Linked DNA regions of Sus scrofa: region 2 is linked to region 1. The links are chromatin contacts, called in public HiChIP or PLAC-seq maps. All regions are on one chromosome and are shown on one strand. Each heading gives the region's core, a stretch centred on a gene start, on an enhancer-like site or on the middle of the called end of the contact. The rest is flanking DNA. Distances are from core to core; before and after follow the strand shown.

Evidence for each region. HiChIP or PLAC-seq counts read pairs in DNA pulled down with a chosen protein or histone mark.
Region 2: a contact with region 1 is called in an H3K27ac HiChIP or PLAC-seq map of alveolar macrophages. The contact joins two enhancer-like sites. A contact is called at or near these places in 9 of 47 Hi-C or Micro-C datasets (embryonic fibroblasts, fetal skeletal muscle, mesenteric adipose tissue and 4 more) and 1 of 2 datasets of contacts at active chromatin or transcription factors (alveolar macrophages).

The regions. Positions count from the first base shown.
Region 1 is chr1:129,554,439-129,561,283 of Sscrofa11.1, reverse strand. All of the region lies in intron 3 of MAPKBP1 (mitogen-activated protein kinase-binding protein 1), which reads left to right. Among named protein-coding and RNA genes, the nearest start is that of JMJD7, 25 kb to the right of the region's middle. Within about 2 kb of position 2,758, at least 30 of the 83 cell types and tissues checked have an H3K27ac peak or open chromatin away from gene starts, as enhancers often do. A contact at or near this core is called in alveolar macrophages and retroperitoneal adipose tissue, where this site is marked.
Region 2 is chr1:129,782,889-129,789,435 of Sscrofa11.1, reverse strand. No RefSeq gene overlaps it. Among named protein-coding and RNA genes, the nearest start is that of TYRO3, 43 kb to the left of the region's middle. Within about 2 kb of position 5,120, at least 28 of the 83 cell types and tissues checked have an H3K27ac peak or open chromatin away from gene starts, as enhancers often do. A contact at or near this core is called in alveolar macrophages and retroperitoneal adipose tissue, where this site is marked.

The DNA of each region.
Region 1 (6,845 bases), core at 1,509-4,008:
GGTATCAGTACTTCATTATTTTTTATGGCCGAGTAACCTTCCATTATGTCAATACACAACATTTTAGCTATCATTGGCTGGTGGCCATTTGGGTTGTTTCCACTTTGGGGAATTATTATTATTATGAATAATACTGCTCTGAACATTTGTCTGCTCTGGTCACTTGGAGAGGTGTCACTGAGGTGGGAGACAGGTAGGAGTCTGGGGCTGGTGTTCTTCTTTCCCTTGCTCCTTTTCACTCCTCTGCTCCTACAGATGAGAAACCCACAACTGTAGCTGCTTTAAGCTTCTGCTGAAGTGTTTCTTTTGGAGGCTTGGGGCCTCTCCTGCTTTTGCTTCTCTCTGTCATCCTTTCTTCCGTGCCGCTGGGCACAGGAACGTGAAAATGGGCAGGCCGCTGCTCTGCCTCTTTCCCCACCATCAACTGGGGAATGCCAAGTTCCCCAGTGTGATTTCCACAGCAACTCTTGTAGTTTTTTGTATCGGTTATGTGATTTTTTTTTTTTTTCAGTTTTATTACCCTGTCGAAAAAAGCTGCCTTTATGAAGAATTTTTCTGTGTCGGGCACTTTGTTAAGCACTTTACAGGAGTTATTTTATTTAATACTCAGAGCAACCCTGTGAGGCCAAGCTGGTACTGTTATCATCCCATGTTTTAGGGAAGGAAACTAAGATTCAAAGAGGTTAACCAGGAGTTCCCACTGTGGCACAGAGGAAACGAATCTGACTAGTATCCATGAGGATTTGGGTTCCATCCCTGGCCTCGCTTGTTGCATCCGGGATCTAGTGTTGCCTTGAGCTGTGGTGTAGGTTGCAGATGTGGCTTGGGTCCCGCATTGCTGTGGCTGTGGCATAGGCTGGCAACTGTAGCTCTGATTCGACACCTAGCCTGGGAGCCTCCATATGCCGTGGGTGTGGCCTTAAAAAAAAAAAAAAATTAGCAGTTTGTCCCAGGTCACACAGCTAGTGTGTTTCTGTATTGAGATTCCGACCCAAGGAGTCTGAGTGCAGAGCTCTTACTCATAAAAATGGCACGAGGTGGGGAAGACCAGACTTTCTACTTATTTTTAAAAGCTGCTTTCCCCCTAAGCTCTTAACCTGCCTTTTGAAGGAGAAGAGGCCAATTTACAGGCAGCTCAGCCTAGGTCAGGGAGAGTTCTGCCCCCGGGATCTGGGCTCTGTCCCTTCTACGTGGCCCTTTGGCATTTGATGTCCGTGGTGGGGAACTGTGGGAGCAGCACAGACTTCCTCTGGCAGAGGCTGAGCTGGCCTCCTTTTCCCCTTCCAGAAGGAGGTTGATGAGCCGTCTCTGTTGCTGGCTACCCTGTGCAGTCTGCCTCTGGGGAATTCCACTCGTGCCTGCCTTGGCCTGGGAAAGCCAGGTTCCTTCTTGTTGGAGGTGGGGCTGGGGCTGGATGTGGGGCGAGCAGGAAAGGCCTGCTGCTCCTTGCTGCCTGAGCCCTGAGGGGCACAGAGCCCTTCGCTCCAACCCAGGCCTAGTGCCTTTAAGGAAGGGTGTGTGCTTCTGTTTATGGGCAGGTCCCAGCCTGGCATGTGTACCTGGGAGTCACTGTCCTTCCAGGTGGTGTGTGGAAGCTTCCCTGTTGTCACCTTTAGTAGGTTTCTTGCGTGTTTGGCTTGGGCCAGCCCTGGGCAGTGCCCTGATCTACCCCCTGACCTTTTCATTTTCTAGAACTTTGAGTGCTCTCCTTGTAAATGGCCTTTTTCTGAGTGTTTCAGTTTTGCCCTGTGCTCCAGCTCCCTGATGTGTGCCGCTGAGTATCTGGGGGCCACCAAAGCCTGTGTGAGTCAGGCAGGCTCTTTCCCTCCCCCCTTCCTTCTCTTCCTATCTGGTGATCCTAACCCTACCTCCATCCCCCACTCTCTAGTTCCTACTGCGCTTGTTGCTCTAGGAGCAGCTCAGGTATCCTAGAAACAAGAAGAGAAACAAAGCTCAGAAAATTCTCCCAGAGGCCTAGAGGCAAATATCAAACCAAAACAAAGTTTTCTGAAAGGAAATGAAACAGCTCAGGGAGGGTTGGGTGGAGGGGACGTATGTCAGGCAGAGGTGGGTTAAAGTCTCTGGGTGGAGACCCCTCAAGTTTCAGTGGCCCCTGGGTCTCTTCTGGGGAGCACTCCCTTTGCTCTTATCTTTCCCACAGGAAGCCCACACTTCACCTGTCACATTTTAAGCCCCCCTGCCCTAGGAGGCCAAGCCAGTCCCCAGATAGCTTCTTTGAGCCTCTCAGTCTAGTTGAACACCCCATAATTGACTCGGGCCCCTTCCCTTGCTGGCTTGGTAGAGGGTTCGGGGCCTTCAGAGCCCAGCACAGCCCCTGTTGCCGCTGTAGAATCAGTGCACAGGATGGGTTTCTCCTGACCCTTGATGCCAGAGTGCAGGGCCTCATGCAGGGCAGCTACTAGAGTGGGAGGTGTCCTGGAAAAGTGTCTGGCCTTACTCAGCAGCCAAGGGGAGACTCTTGGTTGGTTTAAGTACGGAGGAGGAGGGAAAACCTAGTTCTCCTGAGAAGGCCCTCCATTTACTCAGCGTGTATGGGAATTTATGCTGAGAGCCCCAGCTCCAAAGCTTTGAACTATGTGTGAAGCCACAGACTCCCCCTGGACTGTCTGTGTTCCAGTGACATCTGAGCTGAAGGAGCACACAGCTACCTTCTTCCTCTCTGTGGCAAACACTGTGCAGGGGTTGCCAGGGAGTATGTAGAGTTGTGGAGAGACTGGCAGGCCTAAGGAAAGAGGATGTGTGGACTTGGTGCCCTGATGGCTGTGAATCATATATGAGGTCACTCACAAAGTGCTTGTTCATCAGTAGTCATTCATTTGTTTGGCCGATTCTTGTTGAAAACCTGCTCTGGGCCAAGCACTGTTCCAGCCACAGGATATATAGCAGTAAGACCGTGTCAGTGCTTTTGTGGGGTTTAAGATCAAGGAAGGTAAACAGACACTAAGCATATAAACAAACAAATGAGCAAGATAGTATCAGAGAGCGGTAAGTGTTGCAAAGAAAGTAAAAAGGAGAGCGAGTAGGTCCCTGAGAGTGGGTAGGGGTGGGACTACTTTAAGACCTGTGGTCAGGGCTCCGTGGGAGGTAACATTTGAGCTGCTATCTGAATGGCAAAGAGGAATCTATGGAAAAGTGTCTGGCCATGTGTGTGAAGATCCATGCTTCCAGATGTTGGAGACCTCAATTGCAAAGGTCCCAAAGAAAGAAGGACCCAGTTCACTTGTTTGACAGCAGCCATGGTGGCCAGTGGGTGTGAGGAAGGGGACTCAGTCCCTGCCTTTGGGACTTGGCTTATAAGTCTTGCAGCTCACAGAGAGCCCCCCTCTTGTCCCGGAAGGGGATGCGTTTAGAATCCCCTGGGCAGAGAGAGGCGTACTGGTAGCTCTACACCATGACCATATTATTCACTGGGTTTTTACCACCAAGTCTTTTCTCACACCTGTGGGGGGAGTGGTCTCATAAAACATCGGAGAAACAGAGATGCCAGTGGGTCTCATGGGCTGGCCTCAGAAGGTTACTTATTTGGAAGGCATTAGATTCTGGGTACCTAAAGAGGACCACAACCAAGGATGCCCTAGGAAACACCCTAGACTCTTTTTATCTCTTAGAAGAATTAAAGCTATAAGACTTCCCCTTTGGGAGTGAATGTGAAGGGATGGTTTGTAATTCCGTACCAGGGTGAGGACCCTAATGAGTCACTAGTGTCCAGCAAGTCCTGTGTGGGAACCATAGTTGGTGTGCCTGCAGCAACTGCTGACCCCCCTGATTGCTCTTTCCTTGCGATTGGTGCCCCAGAGAACCCTTCGAGAAGATGGCCAGGAGCACCATGCTGGTCGCTTTGCATATGACTTTTTTAGTTTGCACAACAATTCTACGGCATAGGTTTTTTTTTTGTTTTTTGTTTTGGCATAGGTATTTTTATTTCTGTTTTCCACATGAGGAAACTGAGGTTCAGAGAAGTTAAAGGATATGCCCAAATCACAAAGTTAGCAGACAGGTCTGCCTGACCCCAGTTTTCTTTTTCTTTCCATCATCACACTGCCTTTGCGCATCAGTGAGTCCTGAAGGTCTAGGTTGGGAAGCTCCCCTGAGGCCTGCTACTCAGGCGGTTCCTTGTGAGTCAGGGCTTTGAGATCTGGTAGCTAGTGACTTAAAGATTTATTCACGAATACTTATTTAGTGCCCATTTTCTAATAAGCAAAATAAACAAATACCATTGACACAGAGCTGGCAGTCTCGTGATGAAGATAGATCCTCTTGCCTCCCCACAAAGTAAATTATATGGACTATTACAAACTGATACATGCTTTGGAAAAAGTATAAGCCATAAGCAGTGAAAGGGACTAGGGAGTGTAGGGATGTGGGGTTATACTGTTAAATGGGACTCTAGGGAGACTTGAAGGACTTTGGTGTGCCTCTGTCAGTCACCTGATTTTACTTGGTCTGAAAGAAGAAATTCCCAGGTGCAGGGTCGCTGCTCAGACCTTCTGTGTCCTGCTCCTGCTCCCTATGTGTGCTTCTGCATTCATTGCTCCTCCCAGGTTTCATTTGTTCCTGCTCTCTGAGAGATGGAGGGTTGTAGGAGGTGGATCCAGTGGGAATGCTGGGCTCTTGATAATGGCAGCAGGCCTGCACCTGTCCAGGGAAGGGGGTTGTTGAGGGCTTTGCCCTTCCTGGTTCAGAGAAGTCCCTGGGCAGTGAGCCCAGCACCTGGGTATGGTTGCTCAACCACGTGGCTCTCAGGCCAAGGCCCCAAGGGGCTGAGGCTTGGCTATCTCTATACAAGAGGGAGCAGTCTCCCTGCACCTGCACCCTGGGGTTCCAAGTTACAGGACTCAGCTGGTTGGGCCAGCTCCACCCTTGTCCTGTGGAGGATTGCAGCCAATACTGCTGCAAGGGCACGTCCAGATGCCTGCCCACTGTGCTGGCTGGGGTCAAGGGAGGTGGAGGCCAAAGGCCAGAGATTGATGCAGACTGCACCCTACCAGACTGAGGAACTTGCACAAAGTTCAGAGGAGACTGAGGGGCTCCCACATCAGTGTTTTTGAGGTCTCTTCTCTGGGGATGATGTCAACTATGTGGGTACAGGTGGACCTTGGATGTCTTTGCCAAGTTCTGCCTTCACTTTGCCATCTGCATTATTATGCTTACAAATGGAGCTGTGACCATGGCTTGGTCTATTCCTTCCTCTTTCTCTATGTTAGAGAAGGTTTACAAATTTGAATAATTAGTAGTAAAAATTTCAGCTTAAGTTCTTATCTCTGTATGTTTCCCTCCTTTGCTTAACTCCTCCAGGCTACACATGAGAATTTTTCAGGCTATATTGGGACGGGGGATGGGATGGGGAGGAGGCTGTTAGAAAGGGAGAGGTTGCCTTATAGTCATCTTTCTGTCTACATTGTCTTTTCACACACACACACACACTTATGCACACACATGCCACCCTTCTTCCTTCTTACACTATGGAGTCAAATTTAGGGGAAGCAGGAAACAGAAGCAGGAAACCAGCAAGACTCAGAACTTATGTGCAGTGACTTGGAAAGTGTTTTAATGCATCTAATGCCCTGCCCTTGAGAGGTCATCATGCTGCTTTGGGTTTAAGGGAAAACTCAAAAGCCTATACCATGGAGCCGTCGTTTCCTCCTTTTTCTAGATTGGGAATGTGACTCTCTGGAATCTGCATTGAGGGGGTTCAAGTCAGATCAGCTCTCAGATGAAGCCCTTTGCCATGGTTTATCTGGGGCTGATCTGAAAGTGAGGTATCTGCTCAGACTGAAAGCCATCGCCAGAGAGATGTGCCTGCAGAGGGCCTCCCTAGCCAGTCAGCACAAGTAGCGAGAAAACATCAGTTCTCTGAAACACTTGCTGGACTTTTCATGATGGTGGCAGGCCCAGGAGTTATCTTGCTCATACACTGAATAAAGTATTAAAATATAAGTATTTAGGGAATTCCCTGGTGGCTCAGTGTGTTAAGGATCTGGCCTTGTCACTGCTATGGCTTGGGTCACTGCTGAGGCTTGGGTTTGATCCCTGGCCCAGATGCAGGTGTGACCAAATAAAGAAATAAATAATCTAAACACTAGATGTATAAACTTTGAGCTATAACTGTTGTAATTTTCATGTGCCAGAATTTCTGTGGCCTGAGTCCTTTTTCCCTCCAAGTGCTTCAGTCTTATCTCCTTCTTCGCAGAGGCCCCTGCCCTGGCGCCCTGTGCATTAGGTTCGTGTGCTTTCTGTGTGTAAGTCAGTCCTCTTTAACTTCAGTTTTCTCTTCTCTGTCCTACTCACTCCACTCGGCTTTCCTTAGCACACAGCTTCCGGAATCCTGACTGTGTTTTGCTTTCACCAAGAGGCCTGCAACAAGGCCTCTGAACGCATATCCCATCCTCAGGTGGGGATCATTGTGCCAGTGTCATCAGCCTATCGTCACCGGCCTAATCTCATGGATTAGCTGAGACCAGACCTCTAAGGTGCTTAGCAGGGCGCTGCCATGTAGAGAGTGCTTGATAACTGTAACTCTTACTGTTTGGCCCACTGCGTGAAGAGCAGTAGACCAGTTACCGAAGGCAGTGGACACCTTCATGTTTAGAGTTCATTAAAACTCTCGAGTGGTGCTTTTGCCTTAGCCAGGAGATGTCACTTTCATTCTCTTTCTGTGCTCCAGTACTGCCGTCCTAGACACTTGAGGTGGTTTCTCCCAGCACTTCCCCCATCCCTTCCCTGCTGCCTTCCAAGCTTATCATCTCCTAAGTGGATGATGATGTAGATGTTTTCTTTTCCCAAGCTTAACCCAGCTCTCCTTCCTTGGCTCCCATCCCAGAACA
Region 2 (6,547 bases), core at 3,871-6,370, 230 kb before region 1:
ATGTTGTGTCAGTTTGAGGTGTATAGCAAAGTGATTCAGTTATATATACATATAATTTTTTATTTTTATTTTTAATTAAAAAAATTTTTTTTGGCCATACTTGCAGCATGTGGAGATTCCCAGGCCAGGGCTCGAACCTGCATCACAGCAGCCACTTGAGCCACGGCATTGACAACACCTGATCCTTAACCTACTGAATCACCAAGGATCTCCCTGACATTTTTAGATTCCCCCCTGCCCCACTTTAGGTCATTACAAGATATTGAGTGTTTCCTGTCACATACAATAGGTCCTTGTTGGTTATCTATTTTATATATAGTACTGTGTGTATTTTAATCCCAAACTCCTAATTTACCCCCCCACCCTCATAATACAATAATAATAAAAAAAAAAATGTTAAAGCAGAAAATAATCAGCTCCCAGCACCAGAAGGGGCATTGTTGTCCACAAAGATGAGAAATGTGCCTGTGCTCACCTCCATCGTGCCGGACTCAGGACAGCACTTTAGCATGATGCAGGAGTAGAAATGTGTAGATGATGTGCTCAGCCCAGTGTTGTCCCTTCCTGAGGTCCTGCAGGGTAGAGGAACTTTTCCTGAAAGGTACTGCTTTCGGGCAGGAAGTTTCTGGGCTGCCCCCTTCCCCACTCCAAGGAGTAGTTATGTTGCTCCCAGTCTTCCGTCCATCCTGATATTCCTGCAACCAGCACCAACTGGCAGCTCCCGCCTGTGGCCAGGGTTTCAGGACCCTTGGCCACGTGTAGGCTTAGGTTTAGGTCACATTCCAGCTGTCAGGGGACCACGATTCCACCCAATCCCAGAGCCCACAGACAGCAATTCAACATTCTAGGAGCTTAAAATCAACTCTGCCTTTATATTGGTGGGCCAGAGATTTTTCCAGGACCATCTGGACTCCCTGGAGTTGTTGCCAATAGGACAGCAGGGAAACTCCAGACCAGCCCAGGCTTACTGGCCCTAGGATACTAGTGTGGTTTCCTGTGAAGTCTTCCACTCACCAGGTCGGTCAGCTACCACCTGTTCCTTGTGTTTCACAGAGTCCTTTCAGTGGAGCTGCTTGGTTTCTTCAAGAGGCCAGGAGGAAAACAGCAAGGAGGAGGAGTGGAGAGAGTAAGACTCATGCCAAAAAGAGGGAGGAAGTGAGTGATGCTGAGGAAGGAGAAAAAGGCAAACAGCAGCAGCAGCAGGAACAGAAAAAAATTGGGAGTATGAAAGTGGGAGGGAAAGGCAGAAAGGCAGGGTTGTGTTCATGATAATATTAACTCAGTTCCTGGTTAATGAAAGTAAGGAGGAAAGCTTGCAGGGTTTTTTTGTTTGTTTGTTTGTTTTTGTTGAATTTGGCCAGGCCTGTGGCATGTGGAAGTTCCTGGGCCAGGAATCAAACCTGCACTAGAGTAGCAGCGGCCCAAGCCAACAGCAGTGACAACACTGGGTCCTTAACTGCTAAGACACAGGAGAATTCCTTAATTAATGATAAAGGGAGGTGTTTCCACAGTCCCCATTCCTGGGAAGAGCTGTAGGCTAACTTGCAACGTGGTCGAGGAGGTCGAAGTTGGGGAGACTAGCAGAGCTGAGTGGCTTTGCTGCATTCTCCTGCCCCCAGACTGGCAGAGGGGGTTCAGAGGTTGAGATGCCAGAAGCTCTTTGAAGGCAGTTTATCTCTCTCTTGAGTTTTCCCTCTTTTTCTTCTGCTTTGTTTTCTTTTTGTCCTGCTTGACCCTGGATAAGCCACTAAATCTTTCAGAATCTTCTGCGTCTATAAAATAGAGATAAGAACACTTTCTCTGGCCTTTTCACCAGAATACTGTCAAGATCAAATCAGCTCTCATTTATAAAAGTGCTTTGTATATTGCAAATTACTATACAAATTTTTTTTTTCCTTTTTTTGTCTTTTTGCCATTTCTTGGGCCGCTCCCGCGGCATATGGAGGTTCCCAGGCTAGGGGTCGAATCGGAGCTGTAGTCGCCAGCCTACACCAGAGCCACAGCAACATGGGATCCGAGCCGCATCTGCGACCTACACCACAGCTCATGACAACGCTGGATCCTTAACCCACTGAGCAAAGCCAGGGACCGAACCCGCAACCTCATGTTTCCCAGTCGGATTCGTTAACCACTGCGCCACGAATGGGAACTCCAACAAATGTTAAATGTGATGGCTATAGCCTAGGATGAAATTGCTTTCCCCAAAACACAAGCTTTCTCCGTCCCTCACTATGACTGTCAGGAATGGTCTTATTTGTATGATTTCAGAATTTCCCAAACCCTGGGCCAGCAGGAAATGTTGATGAGAACTTGGAAAACAACTGCTGGATCACTGGATTGACATGAAGTCTGTCCTTTCAATGGGTCTTATTTTCTGCTCTATGGGCAGTGATCCCCCTCCAATATTCACAGCTCACACTTTTGTTCTCCCTTCATTCAGTTAAGCAGGTATTCCAGGACCAAATTCCCTAAGAGCTATAGATTCTGCATATCTATTTAGAATAAATCTCTACATATCTATTTAGAATAAGTCTACATATATATATATATTTTTTGTCTTTTGAGGACCACACCCGCAGCATATGGAGGTTCCTGGGCTAGGGGTCAAATTGGAGCTGTAGCCGCTGGCCTACTTCACAGCCACAGCAACCCCAGATCTGAGCCACATCTGTGACTTACATCACAGCTCACGGCAATGCTGGATCCTTAACCCACTGAGCAAGGCCAGGGATCGAACCTGAAACCTCATGGTTCCTAGTTGGATTCATTTCTGCTGCGCCACGATGGGAAGTCCTACATATCTATTTAGAATAAGGCTCTGCATATTTAGAGTAAGTTTACTTGGGCCTAGAACATCTGGACCCTACATAAATACTGAGAGAGAGAGAGTGTGTATGTGTGTGTGTAGGGGGATGAACTTGAAAATGCTATAGGAATAAATAATGGAAGAGCAAGAGATTATAGTGAGATAACGCTAAACCAGTAGGAGAGGGAAACAGGAAAGGTGAATAAGAAAATAAAAGCTGCTCTCTGGTAGAGATGTAAAGATCAAAAATCTATCTAGAGCAGTTCCCATCGTGGCTCAGTGGTAACGATACCGACTAGTAACCATGATTACAAGGTTCAATCCCTGGCCTTGCTCAGTAGGTTAGGGAACCAGTGTTGCCACAAGCTGTGTCTTAGGTTGCAGATGTGGCTTGGATCTGGTGTTGCTGTGATATAGGCTGGCAGCTGTAGCTCCTATTTGACCCCTAGCCTGGGAACATCCATATGCCACTGGTCTTGCCCTAAAAAGACAAACAAACAAACAAACAAGCAAACAAAAAAAACCTATGTAGATAAGCAGTGACAATGAGGGAGTGAAACACGACTTAAAACTCAAGAGGAGGATTGTAGTCTGTTCAAGGAGCAAAAGGAGTGGGCGAAATGAAACTGACAGCACTAACGGCCTGAAGCTAACCAGAACATGAGCTGGGACTTGAATTGACTCAACCCAGCCAAAACCCAGATTGGGACTTGAACCCACAGTTTTAAATTAGAATCACTTACCCTGTGTCTGGAGTCACTGAGGTTCAGGTTCTTCATGTCTCCGTGCAGAAGGAATTCAGGGAGAGACAAAGTAATAGGCAAGAAATAGATTTATTAAGATAGGACGCTTGTGAGAGAAGCAAGTGGGCAGGCGTGGAAGCTCTGCCCCCAGGATCCAGTGGGCTACAGTTTTATCATCCAAGGGGAGTGGGGGTCAGAAAAGACTACCTCTTCCTTTCTGGGAGTAGTAGCTCCTCCTTGGTATCAGGTGAGGTGTGTATTCAAATTAGCAGAAGACCGTCCTCAAACTCCTGCCCTTGGTCTGAAGCTGAATGCAGGCCTCATCCCATCCCCCACCTAACAAAATGAGGCATTTCTCACACCTCCATTAATCAAGCAAGCCTGCCTGTGCTGATGGCTTCCTTGAGCAGTCATTAACTTACAGTGATCAGGAGTTCCCGATGTGGGGCAGCAGAAACGAATCCGACTAGGAACCATGAGGTTGCGGGTTTGATCCCTGGCCTCACTCAGTGAGTTAAAGATCTGGCGTTGCCATGAGTTGTGGTGTAGGTCGCAGATGCGGCTCAGGTCCTGCTTTTCTGTGGCTGTGGTGTAGGCCAGCAGCTGTACACCACAGACTGGGAACCTCCATATGCCACAGATGCAGCCCTGAAAAGCAAAACAAACAAACAAACCCCAAAACCCAAATAACTTACAGTGATCTTCCAATGTCCCCTTATCTATGGTCCTTTATTGGAACTTCTAAAACTACCTGTGCCGACTCCATCCTATCAGAAAGATAGACTTTTAGAATCTGTAGGTTTCATGTTCTGTTAGGAGAGGCAGGATCTTGGTGAGACTGTATGAAATCTTGAAAAGACTTGCAGATAGCTTAAGGTCAGTTGGCATGATCACAAGTTATCCTCAATCTGTGATTTCCTTGTGCGTGTGGATGCATGATATCTAGCTCTGATTAGAAATAGTAATTAGAAGATGACCTCCTTCTGTTATAAGAGATTACTTGCTCCTGTGTGTGGAGCCCCAAGGACTGGCTGCACAATGTTTTGCTGTTCAGGTAATGGCTTCGACTGTCTTTTTTTTTTTTTTTTTTTGGTCTTTTTGTCTTTTCAGGACCACACCTGCGGCATATGGAGGTTCCCAGGCTAGGGGTCTAATTGGACCTGTAGCCTCTGACCTACACCACAGTCACAGCAGCGCCAGATCCTTAACCCGCTGAGCGAGGGCAGGGATCAAACCCGCAATTTCATGGTTCCTAGTCAGATTTGTTTCTGCTGCGCCATGACGGGATCGCCTGGCTTTGACTGTCTAAACTCAAGTCAGCTGTAGTGCAGACATGGCTGATCTTTCCCAGCCTTTACACAGTGTGCTTAGAAAAACTGGGCTTCTCTTCCAGGAAAGGAGTAGATGTTGATATTCAGCACTCCTCTCAGGACTGGCCACAAAGAATGAAGACGCAGGTCAAACTTATCCATCAGTCCTTCTGAACTGACCTTCCCTGGAGGTCTCCCAACTGCCCAGTTTAGTTCTCCTTCCTCCTTCCTCACTGTAAGGAATGTCTTCCCTCCATATCCACCAGGAGGAGTCAGAGAGCACGCCCGCCTCTGTGGAGCTGGAGGCCCTGCTTTGGAGGGGATCGTAAGACTCCTCCCACCTCCTTCCCCCGTCGGCATAAGCAGAGGTTAGCGAGCATCAAGTCTGTTTCCCAGAGCGGGGAGGAGGATAATGAGGGAAGGCAGACAGCATATCCAAATGCACTTCCAAAACGAAAATGATTTCTGTGACACATGGTGCTACTGAGGGAGAGGTGATGACAGCCTCCTCCCATTTCAGGAACAGCTCCCAGAGTTGTCTGTAGGCGGATTCACATGACACATTCTTAAGCCCGGTTCCATTCTGTGTTGTGTTTGCTCCTTGTTCACATTTTAGGAACAATGGATCTCTACATCTTTCTGAGTCTGATTCTCAATTGGTTGTCTAGCGGTATATCCAGGCTGCTTCACTTGCCAAGCATGTGTGCCAGTATTTATCCTTTTCGAGTCATGAAACCTCAGCAATCCAGCTTTACCGGTGCATGTGAGCTAGAATACTGAATTGTGTGAATGTTGCTACTTCAAGAGAATTGTAATTAGGAAGTTGGGTGTTCCTCACAATATTTTGAGGTGAAAATATACTAATGCATATTGCTGGAGGAAGTAATACTAGTGATGCAGATTTGCCTGATAACTATTCTAAATCCAATTTGCCTTTTTGTGAGATAAAATTTGGGCCGTGGCATTTTTTGATTGATGTGTCTATATGAGGAGGTTTTTGGCTTTTTAGTACTGCTGCTTTTCTGTTCTCACTCTGCTAAGAATCTTTGCCAACATTACCACTGACATTTGAGGAAGAGAATAGAGACAGTTTGGCTTCTTGTAAATTCTTCTGTTCCCTTGGTGATGTAAATAATTATGGAAGCATATAAAAAGTTTTTAGCAAATTCGAATCTGCTTTTGGAAAAGCAGGTTTGTTACCTGTGGTAAGGGCTACAGAAACAACCTCAGCAAGATATTCTGTTTCTCTTGAACGCACTGTAAGTTAGAAAATCTTCCTTGGAATGTAGGGCCTACTGAGATGCCCATTCCACACCGATATAAAACATACGTTTTATAGGGTTCAGTAAAGTTATGCAGGTGTGTGGTCAGTCAGAATAAATCTCTGCCATCTTCAGCTTTACTAGGAGAATCCTGCCCATTGGGCAGACCCAGAGCTGAGGAACTTGAAAGGAGGGGCTGAACCACCTAAAACTGAGTGATTCTTAATTGTGGAATCCTCCATCTGAGAGTTTTTTATGTGGGGGAAGAGGGCACTTCTCCCCTGGAAGAGGTCTCACTTGAATTGCACCCTCAGTACCATACATTTCACTTTGACTAGTCTAAACGTTCTTAATGTTCTTCAAGTTCCCCATCCCCCTTTCTCCTTCCTTCCTCACCACTTCCTCTTTCAGTCTTGGCAAATCCCC